Regions from separate parts of the Mus musculus genome. Here region 2 is linked to region 1. The links are chromatin contacts, called in public promoter capture Hi-C maps. All regions are on one chromosome and are shown on one strand. Each heading gives the region's core, a stretch centred on a gene start, on an enhancer-like site or on the middle of the called end of the contact. The rest is flanking DNA. Distances are from core to core; before and after follow the strand shown. Region 1 holds the start of Ptp4a1 (protein tyrosine phosphatase 4a1). Region 2 holds the start of 4931428L18Rik (RIKEN cDNA 4931428L18 gene).

The links. Promoter capture Hi-C pulls out the DNA fragments that hold promoters and counts their contacts.
Region 2: a promoter capture Hi-C map of trophoblast stem cells shows a contact between it and region 1, with 2.7 times the contacts expected there. The contact joins the promoter of 4931428L18Rik here to the promoter of Ptp4a1 in region 1. A contact is called at or near these places in 2 of 39 promoter capture datasets (pre-B cells and trophoblast stem cells) and 1 of 115 datasets of contacts at active chromatin or transcription factors (bone marrow-derived macrophages).

Annotation. Positions count from the first base shown.
Region 1 is chr1:30,945,443-30,952,045 of GRCm38.p6, forward strand. It overlaps Ptp4a1 (protein tyrosine phosphatase 4a1), which reads right to left and starts at 4,313. Exons shown (of 6, transcript NM_011200.2): 1 at 4,107-4,313; 2 at 596-1,197. The coding sequence starts at 700. It overlaps LOC115487084 (a long non-coding RNA gene), which reads left to right and starts at 4,429. Exons shown (of 1, transcript NR_164183.1): 1 at 4,429-5,896.
Region 2 is chr1:31,220,093-31,226,695 of GRCm38.p6, forward strand. 4931428L18Rik (RIKEN cDNA 4931428L18 gene) reads right to left here and starts at 2,564. Exons shown (of 3, transcript NR_033445.1): 1 at 2,384-2,564. It overlaps Dnaaf6 (dynein axonemal assembly factor 6), which reads left to right and starts at 2,747. Exons shown (of 1, transcript NM_029062.2): 1 at 2,747-4,195. The coding sequence starts at 2,847. The coding sequence ends at 3,503.

The DNA of each region.
Region 1 (6,603 bases), core at 3,063-5,562:
CTCTACATGAGCAGTGAACTGCTTTACTGACTGAGCCTCCTCAGACCTAAGTCTGAGAGTTATGTCACGATTTCAGTTTTAAAAAGCCATCATAAAAACTTAAGGCCTAAGGACACATTAAGTAATTATAACTCAACCCTGCTGACATTAGAAACATTGTAATTCAAAATTTAAAAAATTATGTAACATTTAAATATTTCTCTATTTGCTATCTAAGCATATGTAGATTTTTATACTTTATAAATGTAAGCTCAATTAAATTATTTGGCATTAAATTCCAATTCCTAGTACAAGCAAGTTGGGAGGCCTCATTATCTGCCATCAGAAAATAGCAGAATTAGCAGCTAAAAACTAGACTTAAAGCACAAATAAAATCAGACACCAACTAATGGAAGATTACAACACTAGGCTAAGAAGAAATAGGAAAAACTCTGTGCCTTGTAAATTTAACTAAGCAAACTTAGGGCTACATAGTTCTCAAGTGTAGCACACTTCTACCGTTCCAATATTTCTTCTCTGGGAGCGAGAGCTAGACACTTTCAAGCAGACCCACTATTAACTGTCATCAATTAGGACATTAAAAATTGTATCTTACCTCTATAAATTTGTTTAAGGTCGCATTGGTTGGATTGTGTGTAATAAGAAATCGCATGTTCTTGTATGTGACTTCCACAGGAGCAGGGCGGTTCATTCGAGCCATGTTAATTTAGTTTAAAAAAACACCCAATAGGGTTATGAAAGAATTAAAAAATTGAATACAGAAATGATTTAAAACCAAAACAGAAAAAAAAAAAAAAAAAACCAAAACAAAACCAAAAAACAACCTGAAGTCTACTTCAATATTCAATATACTCCACTTGAAATTCTCAGTGCTTGAGTATGAATTGGGAGAAACGGGCAATGAAATGAACCTCCTAACAAGAAGCAGTGAGTCTTCAATCCAGTAATACTGAGGCAATACAAAGGAAGTGCACTGAGGTTTACCCCATCCAGGTCTGAGCTCTTGTCAAATGCTCTGCAGATTTCAATTCAACACGCCTGTGTCCAGGTTATCCACTCTTATGGGGGTTTCTTGGTGGAGTAGTAATGAATTTCTACAGTTCACTTGTCTGCATAGAGGTCGTGCTGTGCCTGGCAGTAATCTCCACTGCCCTTCAGAAACTCCATAAATGTGTGACCGAGAACACCACAGAACTGCTGTTTAGAAGAAAAGGAAAGCAAGAAAGGGAAAAAAAGTTATTTTCTAATTCAAAAGGAATATGTCATGCTTTTTCCACTAAGTACACAGCTGCTCAAATTAGAGACAAGCTAATTTGACTTTTACTTGCATTACAAAATTCAAGGTTACTGCATTTTAAATCAATAGGCCTAAAATGAGCAATCACAAGCCCATTAAAGTGAAGCTCTCAACAATCAAGAACTCAGAGTCACAGCTACATAGGAATTCCACTTACACATCTAGACACATGGATTTAATTAATTAGTCCGTCTCTCTTTACACTTTTATTCTGGCCCGAATTGTGTCTTCTATACTGCCTTAGCCTGCTGTTCATAGACACTACTCTAGACGCCATGTGGTCTGACGCTTGCAGAATTCACAGACAGTGATTTCAACTGCCCACTAGTTCTGATTTCATATTTTATGTTATTAAGCTACTGGGTTCAAAGTAAGGAGTATGGCTTTTCTTCCAAACAAAACAAAACAAAACAAAAACACTTTTAATGCAATTACCCCTTTACATTTTAGTCTCTAAAGTTTAAATTTGGGGGCCTGCCTTTTTGTATTTTGTAGCAGCTCCTTTACATTTAAGAATAGTGTAAGCACAGTTATAGCTTTAGGTAAAGCTTCTCAGTCTGCAATTGGCACTGTCACTAACCTCTGGAGTGAAGTGTGTGGGAGGGAGGGTGGGTTCCATCCCAATCGATCAGACTTAAACAAGACGCTAGGACTCATCAGTAGGGAGGCTGCCTAGAATGCCAGGCCATCTTGTTTCTATAAACCACATTGCACTGCAGGATAATTCTCTAAGTGAAACTGTAAGCAATCTCCTTCTTAAAAGATCCTAAGAATTTTTATGCCATCTCTTTGGATCAGATTGGCTCTTATAAATACGGACTTATGGACTTACTTAGATCTTCAAACATATCCTACTTAAGACAAGTTCAAATAAAATATACACAATATTATCTTTTTGCTATTTTAAAACTCCAATTCCACTTCTCTGCTGCAAAGCTAAAATCCAATTCAAATATGAAAAGAGGAAATCAAGACTTTCTAATGGTCTCAAACAATGTAACCATAACTATGATCATTGACAGATACATTTCCATAAGTTCCTCCTTAAAAAAGCTAAAGCAGATTGGTGCCAGCACCAACTAGTATATTCATAGTCATACGATACTTTTTCAGAGTCTATGCATAAAAGCCTTTCAGATAAACCCAATAGAAGTAAAATGGGAATTAACAAAACCCTTTAAGGTCTATCTACTCTAGGCAGTTTGTGGTGGAAAGAAAAGCAGTTGCACTTAGTAACAAGAACACTCAATGACAACCGTTGTCCTTCAGAGCAAACTACTCAAGTAAAATCTTGAAACAAAAAAACAAACAAACAAACAAAAAAATCAGTCAAAAATTCCCTGACTATTTTTATAGTGAAACAAAGGAACTAATCCCCCAAACTCTTATTTACTAGGAGGTACCACAAGCAAGACAACTTATTCCCGACACGTGCCCTCACAAAGTACATCTATTCAGTGCGTTAAAAAACCCAGTGTAAATTACCAGTAAAGATTAATACTTCAGAGAGCAGACTCCCTCCAATAATCTCAAAAATATTATTTATTTATATATATACATATATATATAAATACATACATATGTATATATATTGCATATATAAAAATCTTTTGCCCGTGTATATAAAATGGTCCTAAATTTTTTTCTTCCTTGTTTTTGTTAATTTGGCACTTTATTGAACATTCATACACAGGTCCGATATAGCTTTTAAAGAGTTCCATTAGGAAGCTGGAGGGCAGCAAGAAAAAAATTTTCCTGAACTGCTTTGAAATGAGTGGAGCCACCCAGTGGCTGGAGGACACTTCTGTTAAAACAGTGGAGACCACCGAAATCCTTCTTAATAATATCCTCCCACTCCCTCACAGGCAAAACCTCAACATGATAGGCAGCCAAGATACACGACGAGATCGTCCCATTTTAATTGCATGCACCATAAGCAAAAAAAAAAAAAAAAAAAAAAAAGGATCATTTGTGTGTGTGTATGTGTGTAGCATTAGCTTCAGTCTGTCAGACTCTAGAATCAAACCAGTCTGTGGGATCATCTGCTTTATCCAATTCTGTTCCAAATACACTCAGGTTTCAGGTAACGCGCCCAATCTAGCGCGTGTGCAAGCGCTGTTTCCTTCCGGGAACAGATCGCGATTTTCTGGTTTTCCAACCGTTTTAGCCGGCACGAAGCAAACAGCAAAATAATAATAATAATTAAAAAAAGCAAGCCAGGATAGGATTCATGACCCCTAAGCTCCGGAATCCAGACCTCTGGTCACCGCACAGACCGTTCCGACACCGTGGAAATTTCAGCTCGCCAGCGGTGGAATGGTGCAGGGCTGCTCGCTCAACAGGAGCCGCGCAGTTCTGCCCAGCAGCTCCTGTTGCTCCAGCCCAAGAGCGGACCGCCCCACGCGCAGCCCGCCTCGGGGCCGAGTCAGAGTCCCCCTCCGCCGACCGGGTCGCCACTACCGAAGCCCGGCGGCGATCGGCAAGCCCGGGCTTGAGCGGCGCGCACAGTCGCGAGGTCCGCAATCACGGGTTCACGGTGGCGAGCGCGGGCGGCCACCGAGGCCATCTTGGGAGGCCCCGGGCGCCCGGTCCCGGTCCCCCCGCAGCCCCGCCCCGCCCCGGCCACGTCCACGACGCCCGCGCGGCTTCTCGGAACAAAGGCCGCAGGGTGGCACGCGCACAAAGCCGCTGGGCTGCCCTGCCGGTCGCTCCGGGTCCGGGCCCCGCCGCCGGCGTTTCGGTCGCCCGGCCACCCTCCTTTCCCTCCTCGGTCGCTCGCTCTAACAAAGGCCGGGCCCGCGGTACTCACAGGAATATGTCTACTCATTGAAGATTGTGGCCTAATCATACAGCCGGTCCCGAGGCGGCGCAGGCGGCGGCGGCAGGGCAGGCGGCGGTGGGCGTCGCGGGGCGGCGGCGGGGATGCAGGCGGCGGGGGCACCAGACGACCATGCAGTGAGCTGCCCGAGGAGCGTCGCCGAGCCGGCCGCAGCCCAGAGCCAATGCGCGCGCCCAGGCGCCCCTGCGTCACAAGTCCGCCCCTTTATAGCCGGCGCGACGTGCGCACAGGCGGCAGCCAATCACGGCGCGGGACGCCTGCGGCTCGAGGCGGGGCCCGGGACGCAGACGTCACTCGGGGCAGCCGCCACCGGTGCGAACCGGTTGATGAATGGCGCGGTGTGCTGGCTGGTCCTCGCCACCAAACGCTCCGGTCGCTAGAGCCGCGAGTTCGCCTCAACTTGGAACGCCTCTCCGGCGGGCGGAACCCTGTAGCCCGAGGCCATAGCTCTGTCGCGCTGGCCAACGGTTTACCTTGGCCCTTGCGCCCGGGGATCTCCGTCATCACTCCATATTGATGTCGCATGACCGCTGGGCGGCTGACTCACCGCTCCAGAGCCCGGCCCTAGTCTGGGACTAGGGATTCTCGTCACCACGGGCACTTCCACGTGTGGGAAGGCTCTCCGCAGAGATTAGCCGGTGGAACCCAGGAAATGTCCCTATTTTTTTTTTTTTTTTTCTTTCGAGGCACGTGAAGCCTAGTTGCTTCCTAGCCTTTCTTCTTCTCCCCCCACCCCCTTTCTTTTTAGGTTACACCCCTAAACTGCTGATTCTGGCAACTGCAGTTGGCTCGTTTGTGGCATTTCGAAATCACATGCATCCTTTGTACTGCTGCTCATTCTCAGATAATGAAAGGTTAGCTTTTGCTAAGGGGAAGCTTTTTTTTTTTCTTTTTCTTTTTAAATTAAGAATCTTCGGCTTTATCAAGGGCTGATGTAAGTTTTTGCGTCAAAAGCTAAGCTTTCCCCTTTTGTTGATCTTCAGTCCTGTTCCAGTGTCCTTTTAATCTAGGCTTCTAAGTGAAGCCTGAGTGCAGCTGTTTCTGATCATACAAGGGCAGCTTTTATCTGAAAACCCTTTCTGCTCGCTTGTCTAGGACAGGTAAACAGGACCTTTACCTGCTTTGGAGAACTCAGCTTTCCAATAACACTGAGGCCTTTTGTTCCCTGTTTTTCTGCACATTAGGCCGGAGAAATCATAAGTTGTGCTCTCTCTTATTGTGTACCGAATTTTGTGATTTATTAGCACTTCTATTTAGAGACTTCCTTGCATAGTTACTTAAATGTCTTATAAACATGCAATCTGTAAGCAACGTAAGTACATTAAAAAAAGGGGGGGGCAGACCTTTAATAACAGCAACAACAACAACAAAAAGCAACTCATCGTCATTAAAAATTGCTTGGCCAGGGATCCATTTAAAGTCAAGAACTTGAAGCATAGATCCCTTCACAAATAGAGGTAAAGTGAGGTAACAATTAAATTATGTAAGTCCTAAGAAAATGCAGGGAGATTAAAAGAAAAGTCTTTGAACAGTAAAGTGAAGTTGAGCAGACCAGGAAACTCAACCGAAGACAGATTGAGTATTACAGAACTAAAACCTTTCATATGACCAGTGACTTTGGGTAAGTGTTACTTAAGCTTTGGAAAAACATGGGCAGAATAATTAGTGACTAGCTTGGCCAACTTGTATTAATAACATACTTAGGCATATTAAATCTGCCTCCCCTATTCCAAAGGTTGGTCAACACTGTAAAACAAAAATAATGACACCTTTTCCAAAGGGGAATTTGGTGAGCTAAAATAACTGAGCAAATAGCAAGCAAAGGTAAATCAGTGTCTTGGTTTCCTTGTAGAACTCGTGATGCAAATTGTGAGCTGTGTAATCCACAGATCCCGTAATTGCTGACGATATTTGCTGATGTATGGTACTTGGTTAGCTGTCCTCATTGAGCCCTAGAAGATTGGCTTCTGCTCTCAGGAAGGGGAATTGTCTCCACCGGGATTATCCTTTTATAAGGAATTATCACCCAGTCCTATTTTGGAAAGGGACAGATTTCCATCCTTTGCTGCTGAAAGAATGTATCTTAAACCAGATATAAACTTGTTGGTCAGTCCACTCAATTCTCACAAGGCAGTCAGAGTCTCTTTGGCAGCTGCTGTTACTTGGTGTCTTGGGCTGGTTTCTTTGTTTGCTGAGGGTGTCTGTTCTAGTCATTGAATAGTTGGAAGCTGATCCCAGGAGTAAGTATCCCAACATTGAGCAAGGAGATCCCTGTGGACCAAGTCAATAGGACTTACCCACTTGTGGTTGGCACATTAAGCACCTCTATTTAACAGACTTTAAAAGAAGAAAACAACCTTGAAAATCTAGTGATTAGACTCCAGAAATCCTAAGTGGAAGGGAACCACTTTTGCCAAACAAGATGGCCACTTGAAGCTCCTTAATAAAACCTGTCCTTGGAGCTTTT
Region 2 (6,603 bases), core at 1,314-3,813, 270 kb after region 1:
TAAAAGAATAAAAAAGATATATTGGAGACGGAGTCTTGCTGTCTTGCCCACACTAGCTTTAAAACTGCAAACCTCTTAGAGTAGCTTCTTGTATAGTCAAGATTACAGAGTAGGTCACTGCTTTAGGAGGGAGCAAAATAGTAAGCAAGGCTTTTAATGAAGATTCTATAAACTCTATGGTTGTGTCTTAGGGTTTGTATGTGGATGTGCGTAAGTTACAAAGAGACAGTCACAGAGCTAGAGAGATGGTTCATCAGTTAAGAGTGTTCACCGCCTTTCAAAGGGACTGGAATTCAGTTCCCAACACACACATTGTAACTCTAGTTCTAGAGGAATCTGACACCTCTAGTCTTCGAGGGCACTTCCGCTTTGAAAATCCCACAAGCTTCAGTCTCTTTAAAATATACGAAGTCTCTTTAAGGTTCAAATCTCCCTAAAGTTCGAAAGACTTTTAAACTGGGGGCTCCTATAAAATAAAATATAAATTACATACTTATTTCAAAGAGGAAGAGCCAGGGCACAGTTACAATCAGAATAGAGCAAAACTGAAGTCCAACCATGTAAAGACTTATGGGACTCATGATCTCCAATTGGCTTGGAAAAGCTTCTCCTCTCTGGCTCTGCCTCGCACAACATGCACAGCACATCAGGCTGGCTCTACTCTACAGCTGCGCCCATATTGGCTATGCATTCTGTCGTACTGGCATCTCCAAAGTTCTGCGGGCTGCACTGTGACAGGTCTGCACCTTTTCCAATAACCTCTTCTGAGCTCTCTTTGGGGACTCTGGCTATTCTACAGGGTGTTAAGCCTCAATTTTCTCCCATGACATCTGTAATCCTGGGCTTCACTGTACCTGAGGCTGCACCTTCACCAAGGGCCTTGCCAGGCTCCAAGCCTCAGCTGTTCTCCATGGCTCCTTCATTCCTTTTAAACCAGCACCACCTGGGAAACTCTTACACATTACAAAGTTTGGCTGGCAGCAAATGCACATACAGCCTGAATCCCATCTGGATCATAGCTTCTGTATGCCAAACTTGAGGAAACCCTTTTCAGAAAATTTTACCTCAACAATGCTAGTCTCTTCTTAATCTCAATAGACTCTTCAGATCCCAGGTGATTAAAGAACCACAGATCTTTAATTTAAAATATCACCCAAACAAGTCCGGTAGTTTTTATTGCAATTGATTGATTGATTGATTGATTGATTGATTGAGGCAGGTTTTCTTTGTGTAGCCCTGGCTCTCCTGGAACTCACACAGTAAAAGAGGCTGGCTATGAACTCAGAGATCCGCTTGTTTCTGCTTCCTGAGTGCTGGGACTAAACGCATGCACCACCTCACCTGGCCCTTGTAGTCTTTATATCCTTGTGAAACTCACAAACCAAGTCTGCACTGCCTACATAGCTCTCAGCCTTCTTATCTTCCAAGCTCCCATAGAATAATAGCTTATTGAGCTCTGAGCACCAATGGCTATTCTGTCCATTTTTTCCACACCCCTCCCCAACTGCAAACAATATGGTTAGGTGTATTCCACAGCAATATCCCACAGTCTGGCTAGTATTTTTCATCTTAATTATGATTCATATGGTTGTGATCAAGCATCATGTCCAAAAGCAAATGGGTGGGAAAAAAAGCTTATTCTAGCTCACAACTTTCAGATCACACTCCATCACTGAGACAACTCAGAGCAAGAACTCAAGGCAAGAACATGGAGGCAGGAATTGAAGTACAAGCCATGGAGGAGGGCTGCTTACTGCCTAGACCCCCAAGGCTTCCTTAGCCTTCTTTGTTACCTTCTTTGTTATGTAATCCAGGACCACCTGCCCAGGGGTAGTACTGCCTACTGAGGGCTGGCCCTCCCACATCAATCATTGAGAAAGTGTCCTCCATTTTTGCCTATAGGCCACTTTTATTTTCTCACTTATAATTCACTCTTCCTGGGCTGGAGAGATGGCTGTGTAATCAAAAGCTAGTCGAAACACAAGATTCTTTCTTCCCACCTAGATCTTGGTTAGGTATATGTCAGGTTGGCACAAGTAAAGTAGCGGAGTAGTGTTTTGTCTTCATGTATGTCTGCATACCACATGTGTACCTGGTGCTCACTGAGGTCAGAAAAAGATGCCCCGCAACTGAATTACAGAGTTATAAGCGTCTATGTGGGTGCTGAGAAATAAACCCCAGTTCTCTGGAAGAGCACTGAACGTTAAGTGCTGAGCCACCACTCAACTCCCTCCCAAATAAAAATAAAATACTTTAGAAAAGGAATAGAAACCCACTCAGGTTTTAAAAATGATGCTTAGGAGGAGTGGGGGCGGAGTGGAGGAGGGGGAGAAAAGCTCACTGCAAAAAGCTTGCAGGACAAATGGTAACATCCTGCTCTTACCTCTGTGGCTGAGCCAGCTGGGTATCTGGTCTTCAAAGTAAAGGCAGAGGTGGGGAGAGGCAGTCTGAGAGAAGCGGGAGGACCCGGACTACCGCAGAGAAGCTGTGAACTCTCAGGAGCTAGCATGATGGATCCCACAGCCTAACCCAGGTCGATCTACTTAACTAGAAATGGCAGCCATAGACCCTGAACGGGACGAGCTGGGATTGGCTGCTGCTGGTATTGTTTCAAAGGAGACTCTCCTGTGATTGGCTAGCAGAGTCAAGCAGGAACTAGAGGTGGAAAAGGGAAGTTCAACAAAGTTGTTACCCAGGCAACAGAGCAACGCACAGCGAGTGGCAGTTTATTTTCGGCTCCTAGGCTGTGAACAGCACTGACCAAGCACCTGGGATCCAATTCAGACCTTCTTCCACATTTAGCAAGCACTCTACCCTTGAGGTACACTCTTATCTATATTTGAATAATGGAATCAGAAAATGCTGAAGCTGAGAATGTGGTAACAGGGAATTTGGAAGCAAAGAGCAAGGAAGGTAAAAATATGCAATTTGTGACATTGTCTTCTGCCTGGTCCCTTCAAGCACTATCCAGTCTCCTCAATCCCGAAGAAGAGGATGGTTTTGATTTTGAACAGGGGCAATGCTCATTTACTATTGGAGCCATGGGCCCTGGGAATATTGGACCACCTAAAGCAAAAGAGTCCAAAGCTATTCCTGAACCCAGGAGTGATGAAAGTGAGAACATCTGGAATCCAGAAGAGGTTCCAGAAGGAGCAGAGCATGATGATATATGGGATGTTCGTGAAATTCCAGATTATGAGATTGTATTCCAACAAACTGTGGGAACTGAGGACGTATACCTAGGATTAACAAGAAAGGATCCTTCAACGGCATGCTGCCAGGAGCTGGTGGTGAAAATTAAACTGCCCAATACAAACCCTTCTGAAATTCAAATTGATATCCAAGAAATGCTCCTTGATCTTCGCACTCCTAGAAAGAAGCTGTTAGTAAACTTTCCCCAGCCCGTGGAACGGAACAGTGCTAGAGCATCCTATATCTGGGAAGCTGAAACACTTGAAGTCAGGATGACCGTCCAAAGGGATTTGGATTTTAATATTTCCTGAAACTGTATGAATAAGAAGAGATAGAAAGAAATCATGACAAGAACATTTTTTTTTCTACCTTTGAATACTGGTTGTTTATGTTCTCCCCCCACCCCCGACATATTTTAGAAAGGTTCAGAATTTTAGTGGTGTTTTGATCAAATATAGTCAATTCTATTACTGTTATGACATATGGTTGTTTCATACAATAAGGTGCTGTTCCATTTCTATAGTGAGAGCTGAATAAAATATTTTCAGGTTAACCATCTAGGTTATTACATGGTCAATCACACAGCAGAGCTATGACCATGAAATAAGTGATTCACTTAAATCAGCAGTCTGAAGAACTTCAGCTAACTAATTACATTACCATACAATCTGCTACATAGGGATTTGTCATTATTGTCACCAGAAAAATTCATTTGGTTGCTTTTTCATTGATTTTAACATGATTTAGGATGTTTTCAATCTAGGGCTTCAATATTGTTCTGGAACATATAAGTAAGAAAGGACTATAAATAATTTGCTGTGTCCTGTGAGACACATGTTTATTTGAAAAAGTAATATTTATAGATATATGTGTAGATTCATTTTCTCTTGTTTCTATCTTCCTAACTGTACATTATTATTTTTATAAATTTTCCGTGTTCCTTGTATTTTCTGTACTATTGAATGAGTTTATTTCATTACTATTTATTAAAAACGTATATTTTAAAAAATGATGCTTAAAATCAGTTTAAATATCAATTAGGATAAATGGAAAAAATTAAGGTACATTTTTCTTCTGTATTTCTGTTTCATGTATTTAGATATTTTGATTAGGTGGAAGACAGGCCACTGAGGCATTCAAACCAGAAATGGAAATTATATAGTTAAAGTCACATGATGACTCCTCTACATTGTCATCCAGAGACAGAACAAGGGACAGAAAGGTGAACCAGGAGATAAAAAATGAAGTGGTCAGATGGATTGTTCTGATCACTAAAGTCGTGGTTCTCAACACCGCCTATACATGTGGTTACCCAGGGAGCTTTAAAAAGTGCTGAGGCTCAGGCCACTCCAGACATCGAGAAGTGATTGATCTGGGCCAGTGTCTGCGAAAGACCAGGGCTTTGAAAGTATTGAAATGTGACCAGAGGGGCAGCTGAGTGGTGCTTGTCCTTGGCCAGTAAGGACTGTTGACCATCAATTCTGCTGTGATTTACACGGTGGTTTCTAAAATTGCTGTGAAGAACGACTTCACAGGTTGTCAATGGCAGCATCTTGGACCTCTGCTCAGCTTGACTAAACAGAGTTATTCTTCCAAAATATGCAATTATGAAAACACCTCTGTCGTGACATTTCGGCAGCCCCCCCCCGCCCCCCCCTACGGAGGAATGGAATTATGTTATCTGTTTTGACAACTGTTTACATTCATTTCTATTGACTAGTGTTCGTAGGGATCCACAGGAACTTCAACTAACAATATTGCTCATGGCTGAGGGGGAAAGCGTGTGCAGGGAAGAGTAACTTGTGCTAGAAAACTCCCTTCCAGATAGGGAAAGAGGAGGAGATGTAGATAAGGAGGAAAGCAAGTGTGTGCAAAAGTAATAAACCTACCTGTTGGTAGGCAGAGCATACCCTCAGGTAACCTCCTTCATGTTTTGGTCTGTATAGAAGCCAATCAGATATCCCCCCTCCATGCTTTAGGATAAGTGGACTTTGGTTCTGCACCCACCATGTACAATTGCGTAAGCCTGGGAGAGCCATTTTCAGTCCTGATGATGTGAATGCCATGTGAGTGCTTTTGCCAGGCTATTGTGAAGGGACAAGTTACGTGTGCCTTTGCATGGTCTTCAAGTGGACAATGCTAAGAAGTAGATATTGTTTTTATATTGTAAAAATATTTTTATAGGTTGTAATACTTGTAGAGAATACGACAAGGAAAGAGTTGCAATCAGAAGAATATCAAGCCTGGAACAATCATAACACTTAATTGCTATCTATTAAGAAAAACAAAGAAATCAGGGTTGCTTCCTATTTTAGTCTCATTATGTTACTTTTAAAATGTAGATGGTCTCAGTGTGATTTTATTAGTATCTTGCAGCTAATCATCTCAAAATCCTTTACAATTATCACCCGTGTTAAAACCATCATCTGTAGAATCATCATTTTCCATTTCAGAAATGCAAATATAACCAGAAATATAAATTTTGGGTTTGTTATATTGCATTTGCATCTTACTGCCTTCCAAACTCTGGAGGAACAAAAGTAAAACTTGAGTCATATTTAAATAGAATATTTTTGACAAGATACATCATTTTTAAAGCTCTAGAATACCTTAAATGAATAAAATCTATGGTTACAGATGACAATAAAATAAAACCACATGATCTGGTGCTGATAAAGAGCTAACAGCAACTATTCTCAGCTTAGTTTAAAGAATGAGAGAGGAAAGGACAGCAAAGGTGGAATATTGTTACACTAGGATTACCTCAGTAGTCAGGTACTCGTTAAAAAAATATATCGAGGAATGGTAAGTTTGTGGTAGATAACTTCCATATTTTATTTACCTTTAATGATTTTTATAACTTGATACCTTTTATGGCATACCCACTCAAGAAATAATTACTGAATGAAGGAAAATGCAATTGTATAGCAGCTATGTTGAAAAATTTTAAGACCTTGAGCTCATTTACCCTCTACTTGATGAGAAGGAGTCATTTAATTTCCAAAATTCTTGAGGTTAGTCAATCTATAAAAATCAGTTAAAGAAGACACCTAGTTAAAATTTTTATTGCAAGGATTAAAATAAACTTAGCAGATCCTTTCTCAAGTTGTGTTCTCTTATTCAACATGTGGCTAGTAGTGCCTGCTCAGTGTCAAACTCTGTCATCTTGAGTACATTAATAAACAGAGTAGTCAAAACCACCTGCCATCATACTGCTCAGTAGAGTTTGAGAGAAGCAACAACAACAAAAGAAATCTGTTGATTAATCATCAGTCCTTCAGTCATGTATAAGAAATTAAAGGCTACAACTGTCAAAGAAGAGTAGGAGGGATGGGGGAGGGGTGGTGCAGGCCATTGTCCAGTTCTGTAAAGGACAGTTGAATCAGTTCTCAAGGTAAGAGAGAGATTTAA